Regions from separate parts of the Sus scrofa genome. Here region 2 is linked to region 1. The links are chromatin contacts, called in public Hi-C maps. All regions are on one chromosome and are shown on one strand. Each heading gives the region's core, a stretch centred on a gene start, on an enhancer-like site or on the middle of the called end of the contact. The rest is flanking DNA. Distances are from core to core; before and after follow the strand shown.

Evidence for each region. A called contact is a pair of places that touch in the nucleus more often than the background predicts.
Region 2: a contact with region 1 is called in a Hi-C map of epiblast stem cells, with 2.8 times the contacts expected there. The contact joins the promoter of MISP here to the promoter of GRIN3B in region 1. A contact is called at or near these places in 1 of 5 promoter capture datasets (fetal skeletal muscle), 8 of 47 Hi-C or Micro-C datasets (alveolar macrophages, embryonic fibroblasts, epiblast stem cells and 4 more) and 1 of 2 datasets of contacts at active chromatin or transcription factors (skeletal muscle).

The regions. Positions count from the first base shown.
Region 1 is chr2:77,408,914-77,414,519 of Sscrofa11.1, reverse strand. It overlaps GRIN3B (glutamate receptor ionotropic, NMDA 3B), which reads left to right and starts at 2,642. Exons shown (of 9, transcript XM_003353966.4): 1 at 2,642-3,067; 2 at 4,650-5,239. The coding sequence starts at 2,642.
Region 2 is chr2:77,616,187-77,621,792 of Sscrofa11.1, reverse strand. It overlaps MISP (mitotic interactor and substrate of PLK1), which reads left to right and starts at 2,669. Exons shown (of 5, transcript XM_021084291.1): 1 at 2,669-2,820. It overlaps PALM (paralemmin), which reads left to right. Exons shown (of 9, transcript NM_001038636.1): 9 at 570-1,289. The coding sequence ends at 1,096.

The DNA of each region.
Region 1 (5,606 bases), core at 1,393-3,892:
GACAGAGTTTCAGTTTGGGAGGATGAGAAAATTCTGGAGTTGACAGGATGACCGTGTGACAGTGTGAATGCACTTGATTTCACAGAGCTTTGCACTTGAAAAATGGTTAAAATGGTGAACTCTGCGGTATATATATTTTGCTATTAAAATCCTTAGCCTGGGAACTTGCATGTGCCGTGGGTGCGGGCCTAAAAAGACAAAAATAAAAAAATAAAATAAAATAAAGGAGTTCCAGTCGTGGCTCAGGGATTAGCAAACCCAACTAGCATCCATGAGGACATGGGTTCAATCCCTGGCCTCGCTCAGCAGGTTAAAGATCCCGCGTTGCCATGAGCTGTGGTGTAGGTCATGGACGCGGCTCGGATCCTGTGTTGCTGTGGCTGTGGATTAGGCCAAGCAGCTACAGCTCTGATTAGACCCCTAGCCTGGGAACCTCCATATGCCGCGGGTGTGGCCCTAAAACCACAAAAAGACTATAAAAAAGAAAAAAGAAAACGAAAATAAAACCTCCCAAGGGTTCCCTAGTGGCTCGGTGGCTAAGGATCTGGCATTGTCACGGTTGTGGCACAGATTCAATCCCTGGCCTGGGAACTTCCCCATGCAGTGGGGGCAGCCAAAAAAAAAGATTAAACAAAACAAAAAAAAAATTGTTTAATGTGCACGCATGGTACCTGGGAAGTCAGAACTACTGCTCTGGCCCTCGTAAAGATGGAGAATGGAGGCACAGTATCTAGGGAGCCCAGCCAGGTTGCACGTGGACAGAGGCAGTTAGATTCCAGCCTGATAATGGGGAGATAACGGCCAGGTGGCACTCTGGGGAAGGCGAGGGGTGACAGCAGAACCAGAGACATGACAGCTTCAGGGAGTGCCCCTGTGTGAGTCCTGGGGGGCCCAAAGGCGCCATATGGTGCTCAGCTGCCTTCCAGAACCAGCACACAGCAGTTTGTTGACTGACTGGCCGAGCATCTGGTGACGGCCATGTTAGGGTGCAGAAGTGCCCCCCTTGGGATGAGTTCCTATTACTGAGGACTCATGTTGGCAGAGGGACCTTACCCCAAGGTGGGACAGGGCCCAGGCGATCCCTGAAGACACATTTTATCCTGGTGCCTCATCCAGAACAGTGGGGAGGAACAAAGGGGAGCAGTTCCCTTGTGTGACAGTGGCTTCAGGCAGGGAGGGAGCTGGAACCCAGGCCCCTCCCTGTCCTGGGGTTGCTGGTCAGGTGGCTGGACGAGGTGGCCTTGTCAGCTGGAAGCCAGCCACCCAGCCTGCATTAGTCATCCCAAAATTCAATCTATGCTGCTGGCTGGCACTTGGCATTTTTATTCGACTAATGGAGTGTTTTTCCTTCCTCTCTGATACTGGGTCCAAAGGAGATGCTTGGTTGTGTGTGAAAAAAAGCCAACCTTGAGTGTAGACTCACTAGTTAGAGCTGGAATGTTCTGAGCAGAGCTGCTGCCCTGCGCCCTGAGGCATCCTGGGAGAAGCCTGGCTTTCTCTGCTCCCTGAACTGGGATGAGAGAATTCCATGCAGGGAGCTGCTGCTGGGTCCTTACTTGGCCAGTGTTTATTGAGCACCTGCAGCATGCCAGGGCCACAGGAAAGGTTATTTCTGGGGGTAGGTGGGGAGGAGCAGAGAACAGAGGAGACAGCTGGGGAACTGGCAGATGTCATGGAGCTACAGAAGGTTCTGGAGCAGTGGAGGGTGATATAACCGAATGTCCTTGTCTGAACAGTTGCTCAAGCAATAAGCAATTATAGAGCACCTACGGTGTGCAAGCACTCAGAGCAGTTGCCAAGCCGGACCCCCGCGCCTGCCCCCGTCTCCCAGGGTTAGCCACTAAATAATGTAAATAAAGGAACAAAAAAAGGTGAGAGTGTGCTTTCGAGTTAATGTAGGCAGAGGGATGTTCTGCATCCTTCTGGGTGACAAACTGGGGATGTTTTTCAAGCAAGGCCATTTGGGCACTGAGTCTTGAAGGGTAAAGGGGAGTTCTCTGGTTCAAGTTGCTGCCCACAGCTGGAAGGTGGGAGAGCTGCCCTATTGGTCCCCATCAGACAAGTCAGTTTCGCCAGGGTGCCCAGGATGTTAGAACACACTCAGGTGTGTGGGTCTGGGTGGACTGGTTCTTGGAATTAGGAGTAGGAGGACCTACTGTGTGATTATGGAGACAAATTGACCTCTTCTGGCCCTTAGTTTCTCTCATTGAACAATGGGAAATGTTCCCAGGCTGGAAGGGGGAATGAAGAATCTGGGAGTGGGACAGGGGTGAGTATGGGGAACCTATTTTGAAGCAAACCTCGGTTTCACCATCTGTAGAATGAGAATAACCCCTCCACAGAGCCAGGAAGAGCGGTGGTTAGATCTCACCCAACCCCACTGATGTGCACCTCCACCCCGCCCGCCTTGAGTGGCTATCTGAGCCTCAGTTTCCCGCCCTGGCTAGTGGTTCCCACTCCTCCCTCGCCGGTTGCTTAGCGGTGGGGGACCGGGAGGGCCGAGGGCGGGCGCAGGTGGGCGGACTCAGGCAGCGAGGGAGGCGCCTGCATGCGGGGGTGGCGCGGCTGGGGCTGGCCAGGACCCCGCCTCCCGCGGTACCACCCGCGGCTCCGCCCCGCGGCGCCCGCCGGCAACTTCGGGATGGAGTTTGTGCGGGCGCTGTGGCTCGGCCTGGCGCTGGCGCTGGGGCCGGGGCCCGCTGCGGGCCACCCGCAGCCGTGCGGCGTCCTGACGCGCCTGGGGGGCTCGATGCGCCTGGGCGCCCTTCTGCCCCGCGCGCCCGCCGCCCGGGCCCGCGTCCGCGCCGCCCTAGCCCGGGCCGCCCTGGAGCCGGGGCTGCCGCACAACCTGAGCCTGGAGCTGGTGGCTGCCGCGCCCCTCGCCCGCGACCCCGCCTCGCTGGCCCGCGGTCTGTGCCAGGCGCTGGCGGCACCGGGAGTGGCGGCCGTGCTCGCCTTCCCCGAGGCGCGGCCCGAGCTGCTGCAGCTGCACTTCCTGGCGGCCGCCACCGAGACCCCCGTGCTCAGCGTGCTACGGCGGGAGGCACGCGCGCCCCTCGGCGCCCCGGTACGCGCGGACGCCGCGGTTAGGATGCGCGTGGACCCGGGGTCCGGATAGCAGAGTCCTTGGGATGCACGAGACTCAGACTTTTGGACCTTCTGGACCGTAGATGCGGGAGCCCCCAGGGACACCTAGGAGTCCGGGTGACAGGAGCCCCGGGATGGCCCTCGGGCTCGTGGGAAGAACCGCTTCATCTCGGATGTCCCCGGAGCTCAGGGACGCGGAAAGAGAGGCGGGAGCCCAGGGGCCCAGAGACCTAGAGCCATGGGCCTGCGGTTCGGGAACCCCGCGAGCCGCCTCTATACCCCAGATGGCAGATCCCACAGGACGCTTCCCTGGCCTTGGCAGCGGACTCCCCCTCGAAGCGCGGCCCCCTTCCTGGCTCCGAGGACGCCTCCCAATTCCCAGATTCCTACCGTGTAGGGCCGTGGGGCCAGGATGAGGAAGCAGGTCTACCTGCTTGCTCTCTAGGGGCTGTGGCTTCACACCTTTCTCCTTCCAGAATCCTCACAGAGGCCCTCAAGGCCAAGGCCACCCCCAACCCGCAGCCTCCCTAATGGCTTTCTCAGGTCCCCAGGGGACACCCTGATACTCCAAACCCCTCCCTCCTCCACCCACTTCTAGTTCTTGGAGTTTATTCTCTCTTCTTAATTTCACCCCCATCCCCTCAGGCTCGGATTTAGGTCCGAATAACTCGAGGAGAGAAGAGTGGCAGAGCTCTGGGGAGACCCTGTTGTGTCTCAGGGAAAGACCACCCCTATTCTCAGGGCCAGCAGGGAAAGGCCTGCCACCAGGACATGAGGGCTAGTGTGTGTGGGGGGTGTCTCACTGCCTCCACACCGAGCTTGAAGCCCCTCCAGGCCTTCCTTCTCGAGACCAGGGAGACCCTGATCCTAGAGGAAGCCCTGGCTCTCCTTAACCTCCACTATCCCTGCCCCCATCCCACGGGAGAGACGCAGGACCCAAATCCAGGCCTGTAGCGCCCTCTGCAGCCGGATCCGGGAACTGCACCCCTGAAGTAGGAACCGTCAGGATACCGAATTGACTCTGCTGCCACTGGTCTGAGCAGCAGCCCCCTAGTCTGTTCCCAGGCACTCAGCATCCTGTCCCATCCAGACAACACCCTAGGTTCCTGAGATGTCTGGCAAAGCTCTCTCATCCTTCCCACACTCAAAGCAAATTCAGAGGAGCTTTCTGAGTGCCCCTGGGCGCAAAGGGAGCCCATAAGTCCCTGGCTTGCTTGGGGCATCTGAATAGAGGAGGGATAGTGGAGCTGGGTTTTGAAGGATGTGTAGAAGTTGGCTGATAGAGATGGGAAAAGGGTATTCCAGCGGGCGAATGCAAAAGGTCTCAGGGTGACTAGAGCCAAGAGAGCAGACCCTAAATGTGAGGCCAGAGCAGGGCTTTGTGCTAATGGTGATGGGGAGACACAAGAGGGTTTAGAGCAGGGTGGGGCTCAGAAGAAGCTGGCACAAGAGGTCCAGTTATAGAGGTGACGTGTTTTTACTGAACATCTACTGATGGGGGTGGGAAAAGTGTGGTGGGACATTGAGGTCACCAGCCCTAACCGTGACCACTCCTTTGCCAGAACCCATTCCACCTGCAGCTGGACTGGGCCAGCCCCCTGGAGACGCTGTTGGATGTGCTGGTGTCTGTGCTTCAGGTGCACACCTGGGAGGATGTCGGCCTGGTGCTCTGCCGCGTGAGGGACCCCAGTGGCCTGGTGGCCCTCTGGACAAGCCGGGCTGGCTGGGCCCCGAAGCTCGTGCTGGACCTGAGCCGGCAGGACCCTGGCAATGCAGGCCTGCAGGCACGCCTGGCCCCACTGGGAGCGCCAGAGGGGGGCACTGCCCCAGTACCCATAGCGGTCCTCCTGGGCTGCGATGCAGTGCGTGCTCAGCAGGTGCTGCAGGCTGCACCCCCTGGGCCCCGCTGGCTGCTGGGCACCCCGCTGCCCGCTGAGGCCCTGCCTACCGAGGGCCTGCCTCCTGGGCTGCTGGCGATGGGGGAGGTTGCTCGGCCCCCACTGGAGGCCGCCATCCATGACGCAGTGGAACTAGTGGCCCGCGCGCTGGGCAGCGCGGCCCGTGTGCAACCAGAGCGTGCCCTCCTCCCCACCATGGTCAACTGCAATGACCTGCAGCCTGGGTCCGAGTCCTCTGGCCTCTTCCTGGCACGGTGAGCAGGGACCCTGCTGCAGGAAGCCACCTCTGCCTGTGGGTCACGAGAGGCAACATTATCAGGCACTTGCTGGGTGCTGTGTCCCCACAGGAGAGGCGGTTTGTCCATCCTGGGTGGAAACAGCAGAAGAAGGGGATTCTGCTGGAGGGGATGTGCTGTGGGAGAGGCGGGAGGGGCAGGGGAGGGAATGGGTGAGTCTCCGCCTGACCTGAGGGAGCCCCGAGGCCCCACCTGGGTGTCAGAACAGGGCAGCTGCTGTTGCTTTGGGGTGGGCCATCTTCACAGTCTCCAGGGCGCCGGTGCCCCGGCTGGGAAAGGGCCCTCCAGCGCCTACCATGGCTTCTCAGTGCTTAGAGAGGTGTCT
Region 2 (5,606 bases), core at 1,420-3,919, 210 kb before region 1:
ATACAGTCCTTGAACAGCAACCAACGTGTATAGCCTTTAGGGTATTTACCCGAAAAACAGAGATGGAGTGAATAAACGAAACTCTAAGATCATCTGCATGGACTCCAGGAAGGAGGAAATCAGGATCCCAACAAATCCGCATGAAGGGAAACATGCCTAGACTGGGAGAAAGAGCATGGTCCAGACCCAGCCAGCTGTATGACCCTGGGCTAGTACTTCCCATCTCTCTCTGAACTCCATTTTCTTTGCAATGGAAAAACAAACAAACCAGACCTACTTTGCATGGTGATCATGGGGGAACAAGTCACCTGGAGAATACAGAAATGCTTCAAAACACCAGAAAATCCCAATTCAGCTATTCCTTCTTGGTTTCTAACATATACTTCGGTGCCTATAAAACTTCCCCTGTGCACCGATTTGGGTCCACAGATCTCAGTAGGAGCTTTAATGGTCACTGGGCTCCAAAGGGGTAATTTTAGTTTATGGTTCCCCTTTAGCCTAGAGGTGACTCCGCCTTGCCAGGCCTTCCCTGTCTGGGAACCACCTCACCCTGTCTTTCTCCCCACCAGTGGTCCATGCAGTGGACGGCACTGCTGAGAATGGAATTCACCCGCTGAGCTCCTCTGAGGTGGACGAACTCATCCACAAGGCAGACGAGGTCACACTGAGTGAGGCGGGGTCGGCGGCTGCACCGGAGACCCGTGGACCGTCGGAGGAGGTGGTCCGGACCACGCCCTCCAGGCGGGAGATCACAGGTGTTCAGGCCCAGCCGGGCGAGGCCACTTCTGGCCCGCCGGGCATCCAGCCTGGCCAGGAGCCTCCAGTCACCATGATCTTCATGGGCTACCAGAACGTGGAGGATGAGGCGGAGACCCAGAAGGTACTGGGCTTGCAGGACACGATCACCGCGGAGCTGGTGGTCATTGAGGACGCTGCTGAGCCCAAGGAGCCCGCCCCGCCCAATGGCAGTGCGGCCGAGCCCCTGGCCACCGAGGGTTCCAGGGAGGAGAACCAGGTGGGGCCTGAGGCCCCTGCCAGCGATCCCCAGGACCTGGACATGAAGAAGCAGCGCTGTAAATGCTGTTCCATCATGTGAGCTGCCCGGCCCCCAGACCCTGGCCCTGCCCTCCGTACCAGACACCCACAGCCCGCCTTCCCGGCGCCTGCCCACCCTCCACCCACAGTCATGGGCCCAGGACATGCTGTGTTGTCACACGTTCCTCCCGAGTTTTCTTTCACTGGAAAGAGAGGGACAGGGGTTCCCCATCCCATCAACCCCCCACACACCCCCAAGCCACTGAGCCGTGCACCCACGCCTGGTAGGAGAGACACGGACACACCCGCTTCTCCCCAAACGAGGGCCCTCCCCATGTCACCGTGTCACGGCAGCTTCACAGATGCGGCTCTCGCCCATGGCGGTCCTGGCTGGTGTGACCTGGGGCCTCGTCGCAGCCCCCAACCAGCCCACCACCCTCTGGGCCTCCTGCCTGTGCCTTCCTGCCACCTCCAATGAGGTCCCTGAGGGGTCCCCCGCCGGAGGGGATCCTGAGAGCCAGGGGTTCTGGGGCCGTAGCCCCGGAGGTGGGGTCCCTGGCCGAGGTCCCCAGTCTGTATCTCAGGCAGCAGAGCAGAGGCTTGCCTCCAGGGGCGGGGCTCAAGGTCTTGGAATGCAGTCGGGACCCCCCTCGGTACCCACCCCCCGCCCGCCTGATGGGCCCCTCTCCCCACGCCCTCTTTGAGCGCAGCCGGTGGATGATGGAGCCTGGAGACGCTCCCCCAACGCGGGAGGGTTGTGACACCCCCCCCACCCCTACCCCCCCGGGGCTGGGCCGGGAGTCTTGAGCTGCCTCCTGAGCGAGGCTGGGCCATGTGAGCCCCTGTTCCTGAGCTCCCAATCCCACTGGGCCCTCCTTCCTCCTGGTGCTAATTCAGGGAGCCTGGGGGAGCGCCATGGCCCCCTTCCCCAGCCTGCTTGAACCGGGGTCCTGGGTCCTGCTAACCCTACCCCAGAGACGAGGCCCACCGCCAGCTCTGCTGGGCTTGGCGAGTTCCAGGTGGTGGGGAGGGTCACCTGGCCCGGGGCGGGGAGCTTCCCCGGGTGGTAGCCGGAGACCCCCATTGGCTGCGCAGCCTGATGTGTGCCTGCCCCCCATCACTGGAAGGGGCGAGGGCGCCCCTTCCAGGGGCGGCTGACACCCGGATGTGCACGTCTCCCTGGCTGCAGCCACACCCAAGAGGCCCGTTGGCGCACGCAAGCGTTCGCAGACCCTCTCCCGCGTGGGCCGTGATGAGCAGGCCCCACCCTCGGGGCCTGTAGTGCCCAGAACCCAGGCCACGCCCGCCTCCCTAGGGTGGGTGCGGGGGCCCGCCCTGGACCGCAGCCTGGGTCCCCGTCTCAGCCCCGCCCCTGGGCGGCTGGGGGAGAGGCCTCTCGGAAGTGCCCCTGCGCGGTGGCCGTGGCCCCCCTAGTCCGCCCCCTTCCTCGAGCTGTGAGCCTCCGCTGAAGTGCCCTTGCCGCCCCTACGCTTTCGATGTGTGACGAGGCCCCGTGTTCCCGACTTTCCCAGAGAAGCGAATAAACAGTGTGAACAGCCCTAGGGCCTGGAGTTCTTGAATTTCACCTGGGCGGGAGGGCGTGGCCAGGCCGGGGGTGGGGCCCTGCGGGGCGCACTGGCCTCAAAAGGAGCTCACCCAGGTCCAGCGGAGCTGGTTTCTCCCGTTCGCGGCCTGGTACCCCTTGGGCTCACCCTGGTCCAGTGGGCTGGGGTGTTGGCGGAGGCCCCGTCTGCACCTGTGCACCGCCGAGCGGCACCTGGGCAGGTAAGCCTGGCGGTGAGGGGTCTTCCTTTCTGTTTCCTCTGGAGCCCGCGGGTTCCACCCTGGCCCTTCCTTTGGCTGTGAGACTGCCCCTTGCTGGGTTCACAGCCCCCTGGAGAACAGAAGAGGCCCCACAGATCCCCGCTAAGCTCTACAGAGACACCGGTCCCTGGGAAAGGGGTGGGAACACAGGGAGGCAGCATTTATGGGTGCTACCATCCCACTTGTGTCTCCCAGTGTGATCTAGGGGAGCCAGGACCCCTCCGGGCCTTGGTTTGTCCATCTGTCCAGCGGGCTGTATGAACCCTGAGGGGACAGCCACATCTACCAGGCTCCCGCCCGACATGCTGGGTGGTCCAGCCTCTGCCCTTTGGGGGCCCTGGTTCCCCTGCTGCGAGCAGTCAGGGAGTACTATCATGGGGAGGGGGCTCAGGTTCAAAGCCCAGCCCCACTGCTGACACTCTGCCCTTAGGGGGAACTGGAAAATTCCTGTGGCTCACTTTCTATATTTGCAAAAGCTGGATCTAGGGAACTATAGGGGTGTTGGGAGGAGAAAAGGAGGCCATGTACCCCAGGTTTGACAAGTCTGCCACATTTACACACACTATCATTCTGGACTTGTCCTCAAATCCCCCCACCTTGGGGCAAATGAGCTGGAGGCCCATTTGATGGAAGAAGAGATATGTTTGTAGGGGACCCAAAGTCAGCAGAGGGGCAGAGCAGGACAGAGCCCTAGCCTGGGGTACGAAAGCCCCATCTGTGTCCCCTCCCCGTAGACTGACTGCTGTGCCCCATGGCCCATTTGCTTTGCAGACCCTGGGCTGGCAGGTGCTCTGCCCCCGACCAGGAATCAGGCAGGACAGGGAGTTCCTGTCTTGGCTCAGTGGTTAACGAATCCGACTGAACCATGAGGTTGCGGGTTTGATCCCTGGCCTCGCTCAGTGGGTTAAGGATCTGGCATTGCCGTGAGCTGTGGTGTAGGTCACAGACACGGCTCAGATCTGGTGTTGCTGTGGCTCTGGCGTAGGCTGGCGGCTACAGCTTGGATTCGACCCCTAGCCTGGGAACCTCCATACACTGCGGCAGCTGCCCTAGAAATGGCAAATAGACAAAAAAGAATCAGGCAGGACAGCTGAGCGCCTGGGGCGACCTGCCACCAGTCTCCAGCCTCAGTGGGCCTGGCCTGGCCCATCCCAGTGTTTTCTGGCACCTTTGGTGTTCTCGTTTGGTCCTTTATGTAGAAGCGGGCTGGGGGATCCTCCCAGCCCTGTGACCCCCTTCCCCCCAGCTCAGAAGGGTTAAGTGGGATTTGAACCCAGGCCCAGCTGAACCCCCAGAGACTAGGAAGCCAGGCTTCTCCCAGAAGGAGTTCTCTGGGGAAATGGCCCCAAAGGGTGGGGTGGACTGGAATGAGCCAGGCGGCCCACTGGGGCTTCAGAATTGGACTCTGCTGAGAAACAGCAGCTGGTTCATAGAACTGCTGGGTGAGCCTGAGCAGTTCTGAGAGGTGGTGTCAGGGCCAGACTCAGCTCCTCCTGCTCTGTGCGCTGGGGGCCCTGGGGGCCGAGGGGCAGGGCGCAGTGGGCGTGGTGCCTGCCCAGCACTCAGCCAGCGTCATCTTTCTCCTCCTCTGGACTTTGTCTGGAGCCCAGGTGGGGCCTGGGGGGGAGAGGGCACACCTGCTTCCCAGGGCGGGGCCCTGTCCCCTGGCAACCTGGGGCAGAGCAGGCTGGGAGGTCTCTGTGCTGTCCACACGGAGCCAGGCTTAGAGGTTGTTACAGGTGGAGAGCCAGCAGGTGAGGGCCAGGCAAGTGTCCCATGTGGGGTGGGGTCTGCTTTGGCATGGGATTTTGTGTGCCAGGGGCCCCATCTGGTCAGCTGGGGGGCTGTCAAGGGGAAGGGAGGGAGCCCCCATCACCAGCCCTTCCCCACCCCATTTCTCCTGGGCCCAGTGAGGCCCCAGGGGCTGGGGGGGGGCCTCCCCTTCCTCCACCCCCAGGCTGGCTCCAAGGCCTGAATCAAGTCCTTTTTACTCCGTACCTGCCCAGGGGAGCAGAGGCCTGTTATGAACCTTGCTGGGGTCCCGGTCCCCACCTTGGGCTTCAGGCCCCCAAATCTGAACCCAGACCCTCTAATGCATCCCAGGGCCAGAGGCACAGCACCCTCCCCAGCCCCCCACTGCTCCAGGGATTCTGGAGTTTTCTGGAGAGATGCTTATCAGCACCAGCAGAGTCTGGCTTGGGGAGCCTTGAGCTGCCTGCCCCCCACACACACCATGGGCTCACAGGAGGTGGTAAGACAGTCTCAGCGTGTGGGGGTGTCTAGCCTCGGAGAGGATGGCTGGGATCCCATGGGGCCGGGCAGAAACTGACCCAGTGTCCAGGGGTGTCAGGGGCCTGGGGCTCTGCCCAGCTAGGGTCCCAGGGACTGTGCCCCAGGGGATGGAAGAGACCCCTTGGAGCCCCTCCCTACTGGGTGGCCGACCCAGCCCTGGGCTCCTACAGCAGACCTTTGCCTGAGGGCTGGAAGCCAGTTGAGGCAATGAGGAAGCAGGTGTGTGGAAACAGGGGCCATAAATTCAGTTTCAGTTTGGTATCCACAAGGTGCACAGCAGGGCTGGGAAGGAGAAATCCAGGGGGCCTTCCCAGAGAGGAGGAGCCTGACGGGGCTTGAGGGCTCAGGCTTCGGCACCTGTTGCTCCATCCCTCACTCTGTGAGGTCCTCATCTCTCTGGGCCTTGGTTTCCTTTGCTGTAAGCTGGGGACAAGAATGGCCCCCTCATCACAGGC